2 separate regions of the Arabidopsis thaliana genome follow, and region 1 is linked to region 2. The links are chromatin contacts, called in public ChIA-PET maps. All regions are on one chromosome and are shown on one strand. The core of a region is the stretch at or near the end of the contact, and the rest is flanking DNA. Distances in the headings are between cores, read along the strand shown.

Region 1 (3,480 bases), core at 493-2,992, 33 kb before region 2:
CGTACCTCTTCTCGGCTGAACAATTTTCTTAACCGGTTTCTTAACCGATTCAACAACCTCCTCCTCTTGTGGAAACAAAACACCGTCAATCCCCTGAACCGAAATCCGACCGTCCGTATAGATATCAGGATCAAACAAATACGCCGACTTCTCACCGTCACCAAACTTAACGGAACCATCAGCTTCCTTAGCCGCAACCTTATGAGGAAAACGCAACGTATCGAACTTCACCTTCCCAAATCTCCTAACAGAATTGTACATACTCTCCTCCGTTTGATACTCAGGGATTATATGGTAGTATACGATCTGCTCCGGTGCTCCTGGCTCACTCAGCTGATCCGTGGTCAATTTCGCCATTGCTTCATCGTTAGGAGCCAAAACCGTTAACACATAGCCTTCTGACACCAACCGTCCCATCTCTGTCGCGAGTGACGTCAGATTCACGAGAATATCTGCCATCTCGTTGTAACCGCCGTAATGTAACAGTGTATGGATGAAATCTTTGACTTGAGCCTCACCGTCGAAGTGGTGCTGCTTGCCTCCAGGTCCCGGAGCTGGTGCCGGAGCTAGCGACGGACCAGGGGCCATAGCGGATTGGATCGGAAGAGCTGGTGGAGATCCGGCGGGTACTGGAGCTGCGGGTTTCTTGAGACGGTTGGTTCTCGGGTCAACTTCAGGAGCTCCTTCAGGTAAGACGGCGGAGATTGATTGAAGGCTACGACGGCGATTGAAATCTTCTTGAACAGAGCGAGGAATGAGAAGCCGTTCAATCCCGTGGATCAATCCGTCGGGTCGGGTCAAATCATCGGGTCGGATAATCTCAGCTAAATCAACCATCTTTTTTCCTTGTCCGTTGCTCAAACGGACCTGATCGTTCCCTAGCGTGTGGTGCTTGACCCGACCCGATTCTTCTGAAGGCCATTGGTTCGACCCGACCCGATTGGGTATAATGTGGAACATGAGGAGTGTTTGCAGAGATTTGAGATTACCTGGCTCGAGCAAGAACCGCTTGAACTCAGGGTCAAGGTCACGCTCAAGAGCTTCATTGCGAGGAGCAAAAATGGTAATATTGTGACGACCAACAGCGTCTTCAAGTGTCTGAAGGAGAAGAGCTTTCTCGACGAGCTCAGCTAGCTCAGTGTAACGAGAGTCAAGAAGAGCTACGAGGACAGAGTTGGAGTTGATCTGACCCGACCCGGAAGAAGGAGACTGGTTCTTGGATAATGCAGATGCGGCGGAGAAGATTAGGACGGAGAAGAAGAGAAAGAGATGAATGACGGCGGAGCCACCATAGATGCGGCGATCCATGGAGCTCTCTCTCTGTAAGATCCGATTATCAGAAAGATGGAACAATAAATTTTCTTTATTTTTTTTGGTGAAAGAGTTTACTTTCTTTTCTTTAATTTTTCTTGAAGTGTCGGCGATGGCAAGTGGAAGTGTTAAAGAAAAAGAGATGAGTTTGGTTGTGTTGTCTATGTTGTGTAGTTTTGGGTTTTCCGACTTTTCGAACCAGGCTGGTTATGGGGACCACACCAAATTTTATAATTGTTGCTGACTTTGCATGTTTTCACCTCTCGACTCGACTCGGCTCGGCCTTGGCTTCTACTTCCTCTTATTACTCTTTCTTTATTTCTTTTTTGGTTTTAAGCCAATGTTCACAAGAATTATGTAATTTTGGTGAGAGGAAATAATGTGTGAATGACTGAATGAATAAGTGTGATGATACTTAACTTGAAAGTGAAATTAGGACAAGGAAAAAGGTGAAAAGAGGCATGTGAGTTATGATGGAAGCAAAAGAAAGAAGCTGAGAGAGGAACGCGTGGCTCTGTCGGTTTGGGACGTAAACATCCATCTGTAGAGTTTGTGAATTGAGTAAATGACCCTCGTCGGAAAACTTACTTCCACGCGCCATATTTGTGCGTAAAGGCCACGCTACTAAACAAGCATCTATTCTGTCGTCTAGCATTTTTACTAAAAGAGCGAATATCTTGTTTATTATAACCCCACACAGACACAAGTATAACCTTTTGTGGGCTCAAATTGGGCTTTTGGCCTGTTTGTCTTATTTAGCACATATAGTAGATTGTAGTCGTACAGTTAATGGGTTTTGCAAAATAAACATTTTCTTAGTGACGCAAATTACAATTGAATGAAAAAAAAGTGGCACTTCAAAAATATATGGATCACGTAAATCCTATAAATATCTTCTCGCTTTCCACAACAAAAGAGATCCGGAAATATTCAAAAATCACAAGTCCACCTTTCTAATTAAAAACAACTAGTTCAATCTTCAATATATAGAGGTTTTCAGTGAACGTCCCTGGAATCTCTCCGTCTTTAATACTTCTCCATCTCCATAGCTCACACTATTGCAGATTAGGTCATGGTCTCATGGACTATCCTCAAACTGACCTAGAATTCAACATTTTTATAGTTTCTCCTGCTTTTTCCATTTCACGACCAGTAAAGTAATCCAAGCCTTGCCTTAATAGCACAGGTTGGTTGCTGCTCGCTCACGCCTCCAAACAAAAAAATAGTTTTTCAACTTTTTATAATTAATTAATTACTAGCATAGTTCATTCATTGTTGAATCAATCTCCGGGAACACTTTATTTATTCATGTGATATTAGTTTGGCATGAAGATTTTAACTCTTTATATGTCTTAAATGAAGGATATACAGCGACCACATATTTCGATTGGGTTAGGTTTGCTTATGTGATATGAGGGAGGAGTAAAAAGGAATTTAAATGTATAGGAGTATTTAATTTTTCTTTACCTTAATGTTGTGGAAAGACATTTTAAGACAAAAAAAAATTGCATGGGATTCAACGCATAGCAAAATCCATGGAGAATTGTCTTATCACAGCTCCATTTCATGTGTATGACAATTGAAACTAAACAAATCTGTATTTATAAAAAGAGATAAAAGAGGAAATAAAAGAAGAGTCAATAAATATGGAGAGGAAAGTAATGGTTGTGGTAGGAACTCTGTGAAATCAATGTAAAGGGAAAAACAAATCAAAAGGTCCCCCACATAAAATCAAAAGGTAAAGAAAGAAAAGGACAGTTTACACGAAGAGTCACACTGTACTCTGGCCTCACATGAAACCCTAATTACTTAACTTTATTCACTTTTTTTCACTCAATGTCCTTTATTATTTTACCACCTGACCTGACTCTCTCTCTCTCTCTCTCTCTCTCTCTCTCTCTCTCTCAAGCCCTAGACTGTCACACCTATTATAGATAGCTTATACCAGCTATATTCCATATCCCACGCTTCTTCCGAATCTATTTACTGGATCCTGCTCTTTATATGATCCCAACTAAAGCACGTCTTAATCAATACATTTTCAAATGTTATAGACTTATTATAGTACAAAACTAGCTAATCTCAATACATTATAATGGTATACGGTATCAAACCACTGTTTTTCTTCACAGTGATTGATCCTACTTAGACTGTTCAATATGGCATGTA
Region 2 (3,383 bases), core at 757-3,256:
AACATCACAAGAAGCAACAAATAACGCATCTAAACCCTAAACCTCAAAAACAAATCTCTCTTTATCTATCTATCTCAATGATGTGATTTTTCTCTTTATTACCTGGAGGGTTCTCATTGTCTCATCAACACTTCGGCCAATACCGAGGTTGTTGATGGTGGAATGCTGAATGACTCCTTCCTTGTCTATGATGAAAAGCCCTCTCAGTGCAATGCCCTGTACTTATATATTAGCAAAATGCTTTGATTCAAAGTGGCTATACGTTACTTGAAAGAACACAAGTGGATTGGACTCAATGCAAGTATGATGCAACTATGTCAGAAGAAATCGTTTACCTGATCAGGGATGAGCACTCCAAACGATTTTGAAATGGATTTAGTGATATCCGAAACAAGAGGATAATTCAGATCACCGAGCCCTCCCGACTTTCTGTCTGTTTGGACCCACGCAAGATGCGAGAACTACATGAACATGGAATCAAACGTTCCATTATCCAAAAGAAAACGTTCCATTCGATTATCAGACTGCCACTTGCCAAGGTTCTGAGTACATCAAATACTTGAAACCATTTTTCAAAATGCTGAGACCAGAATGTTCTTTCTTGGTTCAGGTGGAGAAATAAAAATTTGACTTACCACACTGTCGACAGAGACCCCTAATACTTCGGTGTTTAGCTTCTCAAATTCTTCATAACGGTCACTGAAGGCAGTAATCTCTAGAATAAGCAAAGAAAAATTGGAAATTTCAGTGACTATGAGGGCGAGAGTTTCAGTTTTGAAGCTATTTCCTTAGCAGAATACTAACCAGTGGGGCAGACAAAAGTGAAGTCCAAAGGGTAGAAGAATAGAATAACATACTTTTTGCCAATGTACTCAGAGAGCTTCACCTGAAACCATGATTCATAGGTCGATTACTATCAGAACATTGCTCTACTGCATTGACCTTAGCTTATGACACTTAACTAACTAACATGTTAAATAAGGTTTGAATGGAATGAAAGTACCTTTATGAACTCTTGATCAAAAACTGCCTCAGCTTCAAAATCAGGCGCCTTATTACCGACCAGTGGTAAATCATCCTGCATTCATAAAACATATAAACACTAGTCAGTCATCGATCATCGAATTGTTTAACCACACAAAATGTTCTTTAACTGGTGTTCACTATCTATGCAGGGCTCAAAAGATTTCTGTGTATGAGCCAAATGTGAATCATATTAATTAATTTCAGATCATTTCCTCCCATCCCTAATTAAACCCGAAAGAAGGGTAACAAAAATGTCGCTCAATTCAAATCGCAGAACTCTAAAAAGTTTAAAGTTTAGTCTTTTATCCAATGATCTCAAAACCCTTAAGAGATAAGAAGCAGGAAAATAGTACGGATCCCATTATAACAAGCTAACGAATTCATACAACAATCATAGTGAATGAGAAGATGGAGCAAATACAAGAAATTTATGGCATTGCGAGTCAACTTACAGCCTGAGCCTTGACGGCGAAGTTCCGGCGTGAGGCGGAGCGGTTGGTGGTGAGGGAACCGAGACTGGAGAACCCGGAACAGAGAGAAGAGGATGATGCCGAGGAAGAGGGTATGATTCTGGGGAAAGAGACGGTAGGAGATAAAAGAGAAGACTTGGAGGGAAGAAGAACCCTAGAGGAAGAGAGTAGGGTGGTGGAAGAAGAAGAAGCTATAGACGCCATTGACATTGACTCTGTTCTCTCTCTCTATCTCTCTGTGATTGGTTACTTAAAAAAGAGGTCTTGTGGTTTGGTTTGAGGATGAGGTGGATAAACGTGAGGGCGTGAGAGAGACGAATCGGATAGAGAAACCAAATAGCTGCTCTTCTAGATTTTTCAGACAAGAAGAAAGAAGTGGAATGTTCGATGAACCGGAACGACACCGTGTTGATGATCATACTTTGATAATTAAATCAAAATCTATTTTTAGGCTGGTTGGATTTCCGAATATATTTCCATCTAATCTTCACATCAAAAATAGTAATCAATCCTTAAATTTTGTAATTTGCCTACTATCTTCCATTCCAATCATAATAATTAAGAAAATACAAATAAAGTAAACGTATCTCTTTACTAATTAATACAACACAAGATAGTGACAAATGTACATATCATAGAGATCAATAATTGGACCTCCTTCCTTACTTTAAACACTCGCAAAACCCAATCAGCCACAAACTCACAAACAAACCAAACAAAAAAAAAGAAGAAGAAAGACTATGGAGATTCCGCCGTCACAATCTCCGGCGACTCAACTCCGCCGTACAAAATCCATATCCAACATGACGACTCTAACTCCTCCAGAAGTTCCTTTCGACATAGCTTCAACGCCGCCGTCTTCGTTCGATTACGAGCTCATCTCCGTAAAACCATCCTCTTTCGTAGCTTACACTTCTCTCAGAGATATCATCTCTTCTCCGATTAACTCTTCACTCAATTTACCGTCGATCAACGGTAGCTGCTCTCCTGTTATATCCACCGCCGCCGGAGATATCTCGATTCGTAACCGTCTCGTTAAGCAAGCTGCTTTGTCTTATCTTCAACCAACGGTGCTTACTTCGTCAGATGATTCTGCTGGTTCTCAATTCTTCCGCCGCGTTTGGCTTCACTTATCCGCCGGGTTTCAGTTCTTGCGACGTGTGTTTGATTGGATTTTTCAATCGTTTCGTGTTCCTTTGATTGTCAAATAAACTTTGATTTGGTGAGAAAATTGGATTTTTCATGAATTGAATTGTATACAATAAAGTGTTACAATATTCAAAACATATCAAAGGAAAAATCTTTTTTTTTTTGTTCGTCTGTGGTCAATTTGAAGTCATGTGAAACTCCGGTTAACCGGCGGTTTAAAAACCCGGTTATTGAGATTGTGGCTTAGAGTAGTATAGCAGGCACCTTCTAACGGAGAAACATTAAAGAAGTTCTTGTTTGTTGTTGATCTTTTGACTTTGATTGGTTTTTATTCTGTAGACAAAGGAAGTGATGGATTTGGTGAGAGTGCTCTGATGCAGTAAAGCTTGAGGATGTATATGTTTGTTTTGAATACCTTATAGATGGTGAATTGTTGTTGCAATTGCTTGAAGATTTGGAGGCTCCAGTGGAAGATACATTGCAGTAGTTGAGCAATTACTAAATGTCCTCTTATCTTTAAGACAGAGATTCCTTGATCGATGTCAGATTCATGTTTTGACATGTATGGACATAGTAGCTTCTCGTAGACATAGCTAAGTCCCTGTTAGAAACCAAGAGAAGAAGATTGGTCGTTTTGTGAATCTAAGAATGAGAATGAATTCTCATTAGATTTTTATTGCATTGTACTGTAGTTAGTACCTGTGATTTCGGGTAACATAAGTAGATGAGAAGAGCGAT

The links. ChIA-PET counts read pairs in DNA pulled down with a chosen protein or histone mark.
Region 1: an H3K4me3 ChIA-PET map of shoot shows a contact between it and region 2, with 13 read pairs. The contact joins the promoter of FLA17 here to the promoter of 2-Cys Prx B in region 2.

What each region holds. Positions count from the first base shown.
Region 1 is chr5:1,950,767-1,954,246 of TAIR10.1, reverse strand. It overlaps FLA17 (FASCICLIN-like arabinogalactan protein 17), which reads right to left and starts at 1,742. Exons shown (of 3, transcript NM_120722.4): 1 at 6-1,742. The coding sequence starts at 1,308.
Region 2 is chr5:1,917,703-1,921,085 of TAIR10.1, reverse strand. 2-Cys Prx B (2-cysteine peroxiredoxin B) reads right to left here and starts at 2,006. Exons shown (of 7, transcript NM_120712.4): 1 at 1,479-2,006; 2 at 1,004-1,078; 3 at 805-886; 4 at 636-715; 5 at 336-461; 6 at 103-216. The coding sequence starts at 1,706. It overlaps AT5G06280, which reads left to right and starts at 2,199. Exons shown (of 2, transcript NM_120711.2): 1 at 2,199-2,718; 2 at 2,985-3,383. The coding sequence starts at 2,237. The coding sequence ends at 2,707. It also overlaps the pseudogene AT5G06278.